Linked DNA regions of Macaca mulatta: region 1 is linked to region 2. The links are chromatin contacts, called in public Hi-C maps. All regions are on one chromosome and are shown on one strand. Each heading gives the region's core, a stretch centred on a gene start, on an enhancer-like site or on the middle of the called end of the contact. The rest is flanking DNA. Distances are from core to core; before and after follow the strand shown. Region 1 has its middle 110 kb from the start of BACH2. Region 2 has its middle 110 kb from the start of MAP3K7.

Region 1 (6,964 bases), core at 2,994-5,493, 84 kb before region 2:
TGTAACTGATGCTGCTGCAGGTCCTCATGCTTCCTGGGTTGGCATGAGCTATGGATATGAGTGACTAGCATCATTCTTGGCACAGGTTGGTACTCAAAAATATTAATTATCTTTCTCCTTTCCCCACGGGTGGGAGGGTGCATAGAATCGAAGATTCTGAGAAGCCCATATTTCCCAGTGACTATTATGCTGCATTTAACTTAATTTCCTTTTCTTTTCTTTTTCTTTTTTTTTTTTTTGAGACGGAGTCTCGCTATGTCGCCCAGGCTGGAGTGCAGTGGCCGGATCTCAGCTCACTGCAAGCTCCGCCTCCCGGGTTCACGCCATTCTCCTGCCTCAGCCTCCCGAGTAGTTGGGACTACAGGCGCCGGCCACCTCGCCCGGCTACTTTTTGTATTTTTTAGTAGAGACGGGGTTTCGCCGGGTTAGCCAGGATGGTCTTGATCTCCTGACCTCGTGATCCGCCCGTCTCAGCCTCCCAAAGTGCTGGGATTACAGGCTTGAGCCACCGCGCCCGGCCCCAATTTCCTTTTATTTTCATTAGCTTCTAAGTGTAAACAGTTTTCAATTAGGGGCTATTTGGACGTTTATTCTCTAAGTTGCCTGAGCCTTTTTGGTCCAGAAAGCCATAAATACTTGCAAAAAATCGTGTTATAGGTGGGAAAATTTTTTTCAACTTTCATTTTGAGTTCGGGGGTACACGTGCAGGTTTTTAACTGGGTAAATTGTGTGTTTCTGAGGTTTGATGTATGAATGATCCCATCACCCAGGTAGTGAGTATATACCTGATAGGTTGTTTTTCAACACGGATCTCCCTCTCTACCTCCCACCTCTGGTAGTCCTGAGCGTCCATTGTTCCCATTTTTATGTATAGGAGGCAAATTTTATGTTTTTTTCTCTCATCATAACAAGACATCAAGTTGTTTGGCAATGTACTAGGTTTTTCTACTGATTATAAAGTTGCTACATGTATGTTCTTTGGATTGCAATTTATTATCTGTAAGTAGTATAACAGTAAATACAGAGAATAATTTTTAAAACTAACAATTCCACCTCTCTTACATATGAAGTATTTACATTTTCGATGTTCTTCCAGTCTTTATCCATATGGATGTTTACTCTTTATGTAGATTCTTGCGTTTTGTTTTTTTATTTGATGTTATTTTACATGCATTTTAATGTTACCTCATGGTAGCCATAATTATAATTTTAATGGTTGCAAAAGATTTCATTAAATATATGTCTTTTAATTTACTTAGTCAATTATCTATAGAGGCATTGAAAGTTTTTTACCATCAAGTTTTTAAAAACCACTATAAATAATATCATCATAGTTATAAAAACAGATCTCTTTCTCCACTTGAATCTCAGTATTTCCTCTGAATAAATTCCCAAGAGTTGGATTATGATTTCTGATGTGCATGGCTAATTGTTTTCCCAAAAGATTATGTTATTTTGCTCTACCAAGAGCAGTGGATGAGACTTCTCTTGCTTATCCTCTCAACAGCATTTGATACTGCTGACCACGCCTGCCTTCTACAAATACTCTCTTCTCCAGGGTCTCTAGGTGCCTTTCTATTCTAGTTTTTCATCTACCTCTCCGGCTATTCTTCTTTGATCTTTGTCATCGCCTCTGCTTCTATCTTTTTCTTCAATGTTTGTGTCCATCAGGGCTCAGACCTGGGCTATTTTTTAGCGTCCCTTTGGAATATCTCATTCCTTCTACAGCGGGTTTAATTACTGTATCACTGGTCACGTGATATCCCCTGCACATCAGACATATATCTCCAAATGCCAAGTGGGCATGCTGGTCTCCCTGTCTCCAGTCTTGTTCCCTCAAAACCATTCTTCATAATCCAGGCAGAGTGGTCTCCCAACACATAAGTTGGAGCATAAAATTGAGATTTGAGATAAGAATTCCAAGACCCTTTATGGGATCTGCCTGTCCCCCTTGTGGCTCTGTGTCCCACTCTACTCTCCTGCCCTTTCCTTGTGTGTGTCCTCACTTCATCTTACCTGTCTTCCTATCCACACTCTTCTTCCAGCTCTTTGTCTGACTGACTCCTACTCATCCTTCAGGTCTCAGAGAGGCCTTTCCCGAGCACTAGGCAAGTTAGCTTTCCTTGTTAATGTTCTCCAGGTCCCTTATCCAATAATACCATTTGCTACACTTGAAGCCTATTCCTGGGTGCATCAATTTCCCAGCACCTCTGGCTTCCCTGTGCATAGGCCAAGCGTTATCCTAAGTCCAGCTGACATACTTAGTAGCAGGTGTTTGCAGAGGCTGTGGATGTGCACAGGAGCAGTGAGCACTGAGGGCATGTGGACGAGGCACTGATGCGGTCTATTCCTTCCACTGCCTAAATGCACTCACGTGCCCTGTTAGATTCACGCTGACCCATCCCTGATTCTGCAAGAAGGTGGTGGTGGCTTACCCCACTCTCACTTAGTTTTCCTCTCAGTTTCTTAAAAGGAAAACTTTACAGGAGGAGTGCTTGTGGTCTGGTGGGACAAGCTACCATTCTTGATGTTGCCCTGAGGCCATGGCTAATATTCGTCTTCCCAGAAGGCAGCTTTGCTGGTCTAGGTTGCTTGCCTGGTGGAATAATCCAGAAATTTACCTCTGAGGATCTGAACTTTTGGTTGCCATGTTTTTGTCAGGCTCTGATTGCCTCTGGTGATTGTGCCTGAAGTTTAAGGAGTATGAAGCATGAATTCCCTCACTCAGTCAGTGGGAATAATGATGAAAGGCCCCACACTTCCCATCTGTTCAAAGTGTCGAAAGTATACTGTGAATCTGGAAAGATGACTGGGCCTTTTGAGGGTTTTTCGGACACTCTCGAGCTGGCAGTCTCCAGCTTGTGCAGCGTCTAAAAAGTACAATGGATCCTGCAGGTATAGGCATTTGTTGCACTCCCCTGCCATAGAGTGGGTCCCTGGGTCTGAAGCAATGGTATGAGTGATGTGAAGTCAGATGCTCTGAGAGCACCAGATGGTGGGCCCGGCCCAGGCATGGTGGGCAGGGAACGTAAAACCCAGGCCAGAACATATCAGTCTCAATAAGGACAAACTACTGCCCCAGCTCTTGTCCTAGGTGGAAGGGATCTGATATAATCAACTTGCACCAGGTGTCTGTTTGGTCTCCTCCAGGCAGAGTATCTTACCCAGCCCTGGGGTTTGTTTCTGCTGCTGAGAGATCAGACAGCAACAGTAGTAGCAGCTGGATCAACCTCGGTGTTTGATCTTTCCTCCTCCCTCCTGCTAATTGCTTTGTCTACCTTATTTTAGATACCTGACTCTAAACAGGCAGAGACATATTTGTTAATGAGACGTTGCTAATGATCTTTTTGCACAAACTAGGTGCTCTTATCTCCTGCTGCCTCTTCAAAGAGTAATTTTCCCAGAGGTGTTTGTGATCCGAGCTCAACAGATCATATTGTACTTCAAATAGGCTGCAACAGAAAACTTGGATCAAAGTAAAACTAAAACTACAATTTTGAAGGGAAGAGGTGGGAGATTCCGCTCTGGAAGAATCAGCTGACAGGAACCTAGGAGGGAGAGGAAGCTGACCCAAGGACCTAATTCTATTTAGTTACTAATCTGCTGTAAGCAATTACCTTTGAAGATCCAATTTTGCAAAAGATCAATGAGCACCTCTGAATTTCTCTCCTGTAGTAGTTGTGTAATAATCTGAAGCTCATAAGCCCAGGGACATATCTTATTTTCCCCCATATTCCCAATGACTGAGCCAGTGCCCTGCTCAAAGTCCTGAATAAATATGTATTTGTTGAGTGGACAAATAAACAAACAAATGGATGAAGTCTCGTAGATAGAGGGTGCTTTGTAGGAATCATTTGAATAGCAAGAGTCTCCAACCCGTGTAACACAGGACCTGATTTGCAGAACCTTGTTTAGACATAGCATTTCAAGAACACGTTTTCTGAACCATAAAGGGAAGTAGGGCTCTAGATGAATAATGCCTTTTCACAGTGTCTGAGTCACCTCACACCACTCGCCCTCTGATATCACCCTCATCTGATAACGGCCCTTGGCAGATCTGCCCTTTTGCAGGGGATTCCCCAAGGCTCTCACCTCTTGCCTGCCCGTGTGTGTGCGACTGCAGCAGGCACAGGGTTGCCAGGCACCAGAATATAAGCACAGAGCTGGATTAAATGGGAGGAATGAGAGGGCAAGTTTATGGCAGTGAAACTTCCTGACAGTATGCATTTATGGGAATATCATACACATTTCACCTTATTATGGTATTTTTTATGCTGACAGGAAGACAAACCTGGGCAATAATGGAAAAGCTGACTATCAAGGTAGTGTTGAAAAGGAAAGAGTTTGTTTCAATGAGACATTCTCATTATAGATGTTGGCTTAGTCCAAGCTTCTGCCTCCTCTCCCATCACAAAGGTTGTCTTCTTCTAATATATTGTGGAGGAGGGGGGTTTGTATCTGTGCAAACTGCACTGCCTCTCTCATGCTCTTGCTTCTACAAACACCCCCCTCCAAACAAGGAGACCACGGGGTGTGACAAGTGGTGCTCATCACAGCCTCTAAGCTTTGACATAACAGGATTGTCTTTCTTTTAAGTTAGATAGGGATATTGAGCTAGAGCTTTGTTCCTCAAGAATCTCTCTATTGAATAGAGCAAAAGCAGTAGCGGCCCAACAGAAGTTCATTTTGAAAATTGCTAAATTAAAGGTAAGTAAAACTCAGCGTATTAAATGCCCTCTAAAAATACGTGAAGGTACTCAAAGGCCTTGGCATCTGGAAAGTTCCCTGCAGGGTGTCCACCTGCACTCCAGTGCTAGCTCTGGGAAGCTGTATGAGCCTGGTAAGTCTTGTGCTTCCTGGGCCTTGGTCTCCTCCTCTATTAAATATGTGATTTGGACCTTCCTTCCTTCCTGCCTGCCTTCCTGCCTTCCTACCTTCCTTCTTTCTCTCCTCTCTATCTCTCAGTATAGAAACCCTTTCTTTAGATGAGATCTCTTAAGAAAGAAAAACTCATATATATAAGAATATAAGAATATTAAGCATGAATCTTCTCTGGTTAAGTGAAGCAGGAAAGAGGTCAGAGGTGTATGTTTCCAGCAGCTCCTGAATCTCAGGAACCTCTAGGCTCCAGCTGGAAAAGCCCTGTAGCTGTGTTATTTCATGATCTGCAAACTCTCCATGAGAGCTGCTTTCCTAGTCTTACCAGCCAAAGAAGAGGCGGACTTTTCTAGCAAGGAGGACAAAGAGTTCGGGAATATCCATTTCAGCCAGTTTTCAAAATTATCTTGTATCATTATGAGAAACACAAACTTGGGTCTGAATCCCTATCCTTTAAAGGACTCCTACAGACTTGGCTTGGGGTTCCCAACTGCAGAGAAAATAAATCCTCAATCATTTACCTTCATGACATAGCTGACCCAATGATCAACAGTATTTCTCTGTATAATGCTCTTTCTGACAAGCTCTCCAAACAAAAGAAAAGAGAAAGAGAAATGGCCACAGGAGGGAAGACTTTCTTCTACGGCATTTAAGACCGTCAGGCCCAGATGCGAGGCACCGCCTTTCCACCTTATGCCTCATTAATGGAAATAACGCAAAAGCTCAGATCTAAGGCAGAGCTTCCCACCTATGAACCTGCATCTCGGTCTTCACCTTCCAGGAACCAGACAGTGTCTTCTGGGCTGATTACTTCCAGTTTACCTCATTATGATGTCCAAATATTATAGCTCCCCTCTCCCTTGTGATGAGCATGGAAAATATCGGTAGTTCCAAATCCCAATTGTTTCACCTTAGAAAACAAATCTGGGAATCCCTCTACCACCAAGCATAGTATCTGGATACAACAGGCACTCAATAAATATTTGCTCAGCCAACGCAAGGATAAGCGAATGAAATTCCTCATCCCTGTATTTATTTCTGAAGACCTGCTGGTGAAAATCTGGCTCTAAACATCTTTCAGATTTATTCCATTGAGGTATGAAAAAGGAAAAAAAAAATGACGACGCAAATGAAGTCAGGAGCTGGCACAGAAAGTGCAATCGGATTCTGCTTCCCCTGTAATTAAGTGTGTCCAATGCCGCTGACTTAGGCGATGACAGTGTGCAGCTTGCCTGCCCGCCCTGGGTGCATGGGAGGGCGGGCAGCCCTCAGGATGCCACTGCACAACACGCTTGCCACCTTATCAAGATTTCCACAGCCACAGGAAGATTTCTCACCCCACCATGCCCCCGTGGGCTGCCCTGTGTTGTCATCTCCCTTCCTGGCTAGAGACACGCTGGCTGTCCCCTCTTCTGCTCCCTGGAGACGAACATCCTTCCTGGGCCTCCCTTGGTGTTTTGACAGCCGCTCCATGTCCCCACTGCTCAGGGAGGGAGAGCCACTAGGAGGCCCTCTATGGAATATTACCTCCTGTCCAGGGTAGCATGGGCTCGATCGCACCTGATCATTTCTGATGGCTGTCACTGGGCCAAGAGCACAGCGAAGTCAAGAAAGAAATGGCCTCATTAGTGAGAGTGCAGAGCTCTGGGTAGGCAGCAGTGGCGTGGAGGACCTGCTTTTGTGGAGGCTGTGACGAGAGGGGAAGGAGTGGTGTCTTTATATTGAGATATTTTGAGATTCCTGCTTTCTCCTCTCACTTCAACTGACCGTATAGGTTCTGCAGGTTCCAGAAGATTCTAGAACTTGCACAGGATCGAACCTATAGCTTCTCATGGAACAAACACAGAATCAAGAAAATCTGGTGGAAGTCACCTGGTTTAACTCCTTTGAGCTCTAGACCAGAAATTAAATAGTGCTTAATATGTTACTTTAAAGAAGCCTAGTTCTAACTTTTCCTCAGCTTGCTCCCTCTTTTTGCCTAGGATAGGAAGGGTGGGTGCAATGGCCAGCTCCCTGTAGGTCTGCCTCTTGGAGCCCTAAGTTTCCCGCCACTTCTCTGCACTACAGGCTTTGCCCAGGGTGGGAT
Region 2 (6,867 bases), core at 1,070-3,569:
ACACACACACACACACGTTGGGGCTCCATAGTCCTACCATTTGTGTTCTCAAAGGGAAGAGTTGGCGAGGGTGAGCTGGGATGACCACTAGATGACAGTATATAAAACACTTCTTAGATGCTCAGGTGAATGAAGTTTGAAAACTGCCCAGAGCTGCGATTCCCAAATTCTCATCTGTAAAATTTTTTAAAAAGAAAAAGAAGGCCGAGTGTGGTGGCTCATGCCTGTAATACCAGCACTTTGGGAGGCTGCAGTGAAAGAATTGCTTGAGTACAATTTGAGACCAGTCATAGTGAGACCCTATCTCTACAAAAAATAAAAAAATTAGCCAGGTGTGGTGGCACACACCTGTGGACCCAGCTTCTTGGGAGGCTGAGGTGGGAGCATTGATTGAGCCTGGAGGTTGAGGCTGCAGTGAGCCATGATCACACTGTGTGGGCAACAAAACAAGACTCTGGGCGTTCCAGCTTGGGCAACGAAATGAGACCCTGCCTTTAAAAAAGAAAACAGGAGAGAGCCATTGACTTGCCAAGTTTTTATTTTGCCAGGGGACATCATTAAGATATAAATCAACTTCCACTGCTCCCTAAGGGAAACATTTTAGTCATGAAGAAATAGAAAGGACAGAATCTCAAAACAAGCAATTATCTTGTAAACCCCAAATGTAGCTTTATGAAAAACTTACCACACTGTCCTTTTGTGCCCATTTTGATGCAGACCAGTGAAAGAATCATCATGAACAAGCATTTGGGAAATAAACCTAGAGGAAGATTTATAATTCCAGGTTGTGTTTCCATGAGTGAAATTAAGATAATTGATCTTGCGGTATGTTATTTTCAAAATGAATCTAAGAGCTAAGTAAAGTTTCAGTCCAGAGGCACAAAGAAGAAACAGGGATTGCCATTTGATAAAACTAACTGCTGTGGTCTGAATGTTCCCCAGATTCGTGTGTTGAAACTTAATCTCTACTGCATTGTCTTAAGAGGTGGGGCCTTTGGGAAGTGGTTAAGTTGTGAGGGCTCCACCCTCATGAAGAGTTTAGTGCCTTATAAAAGGGTTGGAAGGAGCCAGCTTAGACTCCTCTGTTGCTCTTCCACCACGTGACAACACCTAGATGGCCTCATCTATGAGGAAGGAATGAGCCTTCATCAGACACTGAACCTACCAGCACCTTGATCTTGGACTTCCCAACCTCCAGAACTGGGAGAAATAAATTCCTTTTCTTTATAAATTACCCAGTCTCAGGTATTTTGTTATAGCAGCGGAAATGGACTAGGACACTCACTAAGATGAGGCGAGCACACAGGAATCACTGCATATGTACTGGGTGTGTTGCTGAGCCACCTCCCTCTTCATCTGCGCCACCTCAGCCTTCTGTTTGTCAGGATCAAAACTGATGATTGCTAAGCCTCCTTGGCCCTAGGGATGGGGTCGTTGAGCTGAACCTCTCCTGAACCAGGCCTGTCGGAACTGCATTCAGGTTCCAGGCTGGTGGGGAGGGTCAGCTCACGCTCTCCCTCCTGCCATCTTGCTTGACCTCACCAAAGAATTCTGAACCAGAACACGGGTGTGCAACCTTCTGTGGCAGAGATGGGTGAAGTGAGATGCTATGCCCTGTTAAACGATGTGCTAAACACTAATATCGTGAGTCAAATTCTAACCTTCAATTAGAGAGCCCTGATTTCAAATTCTGGGGTTTGGGCAAGTCACTTCACCTTTCTAATATTCAGCCTTCTTGTTTGAAAATCAGGCCATTTGAACACCTACCTCTTAAAGCCATTGTGAGATTAAACCAGATAATCTACATAAAGTATATAATGTAGCACTTACTGTGTGTCCAATGTGCATTAACTAATATTAATAACATTGGTGCAGGGTGCTCCTTTCTAGAGGCAAGCAGGCTGGATCATCCTAAAAGATGCTTTGAGATGTGTGCTGAACATCATGTTTTGGAAGAAATTTGCTGCTAGTAAATCCCTACCTCTGAGTCTCTGATTTCCTTTTAACAGCGCGTACTCTACGGCTGGTCACAACGTGGAAGGAACTGGAGTGTTTGCAGCCTGAGGAGTTGCTTCTGTAGAGGAGATCTGAAGTGTCGCCTTCTGGATCCGAGAGGCCCTGCTTATTCATAAGGATGGAAATGACTTGGTATTTAAACGGTGGGGAGTCCAGTTAAGCTCTTCTCTCATTCACTATATTCAAGATCCCAGAGTAGGTATCTCCCCAGCAAAACTACACAGCCTCTCGTGAGGCTGGAGAGCACAGAGAAAACTCCAGATTACCAAATACACTGACAGCGACACCACACACTGGAGCTGTGCGATGACTCACCCTGCCCGGGTAAGAAAACTCTCCCGTCACTGCTGAGAGCAGGCAACGTTAAGGGGTCCTTGGAAGGCTGTGCTTGTACTGCCACCTAGTGGTTAAAAAAAGTAAGGCCCGCTCTGGGAAGGGTCCTGGATCCCATAGTCCGAGCTATGCAGTCAATCATTAAGTCAGCATCTTCCTCATGAAAATTTAATAAGATGAATATGTTATTGAAAACTTGGCATGCTAATTTCCTAATTTAATTTCATCATTCCCCCAACAAAGCACTGAAAAGTTTGTGAGAGTCAAAACAGAGTGAAGAGCACCAGCCTAGGGGTTCAAAGTCTCCTTTGAGTGACAACTCCCAGTGTAACTTGGAGGAAGTGGCTTAAACCTTCTGTTTTCTCTAGGAAAAAAATGGAAGTTAATTCCCCAAGTGTACCTCTCAGTAAATGGTTGTGAGGTTGAAATGTGGAGACACTTGTTCTCCTCTTTCTAGCATGCTGCTTCCCTGGCCCCATGTTCTCTGGCTTCTAAGCACACGTTCTTTGCATTTCTTTTTAATTTCTGAATTTGAGCGAAATAGTCTCTGTCTCTGGAGACCCTTTGGTTTCAGAACGTGGGTTTGTTCCCGTGAATCAACTGCTCCAGGAATATCAAACAGTGCTTACATGGGCCCGTTCTCTGTGGGTGCTTTTCTCCTTGACATAGCAACAGTTACACCAGCTCTGCCCCCAAATGTGCCAAGCTCTTGATACACAAAATTTGGGTGTTGTGTTGAAGTGATAGGTTCAAGATCCTAAGGGTCAATAGTCTGTAAACCTACTGTTAGAGAATTTTAAACTTCTCTAGTGTGGTGTGTGAGCGCAAAGGGGCATAGGACGGGAACTCTGAAGACCTTGGTCTACTCTCCAGTGCCCTTTGATTCTGGGCTCCTCACTTAACATCAGCACCCTCATCTGTAAAATGGGACTATATAATAAGAACTTCTCAGGATCGTTAAGGCGATCCAGTGAGGTAATGTTTGAGACAGTTATGTGTAAAACAGAGAGGCCCATACTGGTGTTAGTTACTGTCTTTATGATTGTTCCCTCATTTGGCACCTCTTCTATAGCAATTACGGTACTGGATTTGGGGTAACCACCATTACCTCAGGTTTACCAGGTGTATGCGTTTCCCCCCGCAAGATTTACTGTATTTAAACAATTGATGGATCCACCTACTATCATTATTTGAAGATGATGTAGTCACAGCCTATGTGGTTTTGTGAGCCAGCAAAGAATAGTTTAATGGTTCAATTAGCTCCTTGAGGAGATACATGGTGGTTGAGATATGCCAAATAAGCAGCATGCAACCTCTGTGGGGAGAAAAGAAGTCAGCCGACTTCTTGTGAAGACACAGCTTCCTGCAGAGCCAGATGTAGCTCGCATTTTCCTCTTGCTTGTTCCCAATAGCAGTGCTCAGGGGGGATAAACTTTACTTAACCTAATTAATTTTAATCACAGCTTTCAAATCTCATACTGTGAAAAGAATTACAAATTGGAATACATTAATAGAAGCCATAGTTTATGCTGCAAGCTAATCATGAAATGTGCATTTACATTTTCTGCATGAGTTTGCAATTACCATTAAAATAAAATTCCGTTATGTCCTTTTAAATTACCAAAATGTGAAGAGCAGATTGAGCCAGGCCCATTTTTGTGCTACATTACTAGACGAGTGTCTAAATTCCCAAGAATTAGACGACTTCCTCCCTTTGAGTTGCAGTGAGGAATGATTTCCAGTTGTCTGCCTTGGGCAATTTCCGTTTTTAAATAATAATCTTTTAAACTGATTGTGCAAACATCTCATCCACTTTAACAAGAAGCCCTTTAAATGTAGTACAGAGAAGAAATTTTATGTATATATAAAAATTACGTGTGTATACATACATATATCTACATATGAATGATATATGCATGTAAGTTTTCATTTAAGTTCCATGTAAACTTTTATGGAGGTATACATGGAAGTAAATGCCAGCTGGTTCCCCAGAGAATCTGAGGCATTTAGAGGAAACACAGAAGGTATAAAAATAAAGCTTTAATAAAGAGTTAGTGCCCAAATTAGAATAGAATGGCAAGACGTCTGCAAAGTCAGCATGGCTTTTACTTGTGGAGGACGTGGCCATTTTGCCCCTCTTTCACATGTATCATGTTGCTCGGTCCTCACAGCAGTGATCCTGAGGTGGGCAGCACAGGTGTGATTTGATTGTCCCCATTTTACAGATGATGAGACTGAGAGCACATCAGTGAGGAGCAGTGTGGGTCTTTCAACTCCAGGCGGAGACTCTTTTGGCAGGGAGACTCCCTCCATCTAGAAAAACAATTTTTAAACTATCACAACTCAGTAAGGAGGGACAAGTAGGCATAAGCAGTGACTGACCACCTGCTAACATCATCCTGATACCTAAATAAAAGTGATGTAAAACACCATGGGGTGAATGCACCTTCATAATAAGTTATGCAACTTTGGCTGATTTGTTTGGCCAGCTAGCTGGACTTACGCAGACTTTGGATTTTCAGAAATCTTCTATGTATAATTATGCCTGAGAATGTTCCTAGCGTACTGCTGACTGGTTATTAGGCATGTGCAGAAATAGTACCCCACAACAACAGTGTAAGGAGGGGTAGGTAGTATCTTTTCCTCACTCATGGAATGAGGGCCTTTGTACCTACTTCAGAGGAAGGTTAGATAATTCTTTCATGGCCTGCTTCAGGGCAGAATGGCAGGAGAAGGTCAGAGAGACCTTCCTGCTTCTGTTTTCTAAAATGCTGAGGTGCTATGTATTGTGGTAGCATGTCCTGAGCTTCATCTTCATCAACAGCCACCACCACCACAACAATAGTAGTAAATAGCAGCTACCAAGTGTTGATTGCTTACTGTGTTCTAGACACCTTGTCATGTGATAGTCTTTTCCATTTAGTTCTTTGTTGATATGGCTTGGCTCTGTGTCCCCACCCAAATCTCTCTTTGAATTGTAATCCCCATAGGATCACCACATGTTTACGGAGAAACCTGGTGGGAAGTGATTGGATTATGGGGACAGTTTCCCCATGAGCCTTGCTCGTGCTAGTCAGTGAGTTCTCACAAGATCTGATGGTTTTATAAGAGGCTCTTCCCCTTTCACTCATTTGCTGTCTTTCTTGCCTGCCACCATGTAAGATGTGACTTTGCTTCTCTCTCATCCTCCATTATGATTGTAAGTTTCCTGAGGCCTCCCCAGCCATGTGGAACTGTGAGTCAATTAAACCCCTTTCTTTATAAATTACCCAGTATTGGGTATGTCTTCATAGCAGTGTGATAATGAACTAATACATCTGTCTTCTTTTTTCTCAGGTAAATATTCCATTTCTGCCAAGATGCCCACCAACCAGTGCATGCCAAGACTATGAGGCGCCATGAATCCCTGGCTGGCTCACGTGAAGGCAAATTCCCTTCAGGACCAGGAAGACCAGGTCACTTTGTCCAAAGGTGGTCCAGTTCCAGATACTCAGGTCTTCTTTAGATGTCACCTTCTCTTGACCTGCTTTCTCTTGGCCTAGCACCTCTTTCAGTCATCACTGATATCACTTGCTTTCAGATTCAGATATCTAAAGACCCTCCCCTAGGGCACAACGTCCTGTATCATCCATCTTTATGAAGATAGTGCACAGTGGGGGCAGGGGGTACCTGAAAGACCTGGGCTTTCACATTGTGCAGACCTGGGTGTGAGCTGAGCTCCACTGTGTGCCAGCTGAGATTGGGTGATTTGCTGAACTGCTCTGCACTTCAAGTTTCTCATCTGTTAGCAGGGATTTAAAATCTGTTTTGCAAGGATGTTGTGTGGAGATGAAATGTGACATCTATGTGATGCATGCAAACAGTCCCTGGCACAAAATCAGTGCTTGATGCCATGACTCAGAGGCTCTGCCTGGTCCCTTGTCCAAGCTCGTCTATCTTTCTTTTTATGTCCCTTAGTATCTTTCTTAGCTCCTTCCATAGGAGATATCGGGGCCCATTTTCTGAGCAAGCACCAGCTCCATCCCACAATTTCTACCTCCTTCCTCCCCACTTTCCTCCCCACCATCCAATTCTGGGTCCGTGGACTTAGTTACATACTAGTCAGCTCTCTGCCAGCCCTGAGGGCCTGGCTGGACTCCTGCTGGATGGGACCCTGTGCCTCGGGTGCAGGGAGGATCTGGACAATCTTCCAGCAGCCTCTGCACTGTTGGCCATGGAGTTGAGGGCAGTGAATCCCTATGGTTCGTCTCAGTTGCTGTGCCATCAAGACTGGGGGATGGGGTGGGCAGCGAGTGGATTAGATCTCAATATTCAAGTGTTGTCTGTGGACCGGCAGCACTGGCGGTCACCTTGGAGCTTGTTAGAAATGATAAATCTTGGCCCACTGAATCAGAATCTTCATCTTAACAAGATTTCTAGTCATTCCTTCTGAGCCCTGGGTTGGCCCCTAGTGGGCAAATGCCCCTCAAATCACTACACAGGAGAACTGTTGGCAAGATAATTCTTCCCTCCAGGGTC

Evidence for each region. Hi-C and Micro-C count contacts between places; a contact is called where the count stands out from the background.
Region 1: a Hi-C map of CD4 T cells shows a contact between it and region 2, with 5 times the contacts expected there. The contact joins two enhancer-like sites. A contact is called at or near these places in 6 of 14 Hi-C or Micro-C datasets (CD4 T cells, blood, cortical neurons and 3 more).

Annotation. Positions count from the first base shown.
Region 1 is chr4:95,571,815-95,578,778 of T2T-MMU8v2.0, reverse strand. No RefSeq gene overlaps it. Among named protein-coding and RNA genes, the nearest start is that of BACH2, 110 kb to the left of the region's middle. Within about 2 kb of position 4,243, at least 13 of the 40 cell types and tissues checked have an H3K27ac peak or open chromatin away from gene starts, as enhancers often do. A contact at or near this core is called in CD4 T cells, where this site is marked.
Region 2 is chr4:95,486,258-95,493,124 of T2T-MMU8v2.0, reverse strand. No RefSeq gene overlaps it. Among named protein-coding and RNA genes, the nearest start is that of MAP3K7, 110 kb to the right of the region's middle. Within about 2 kb of position 2,319, at least 28 of the 40 cell types and tissues checked have an H3K27ac peak or open chromatin away from gene starts, as enhancers often do. A contact at or near this core is called in CD4 T cells, where this site is marked.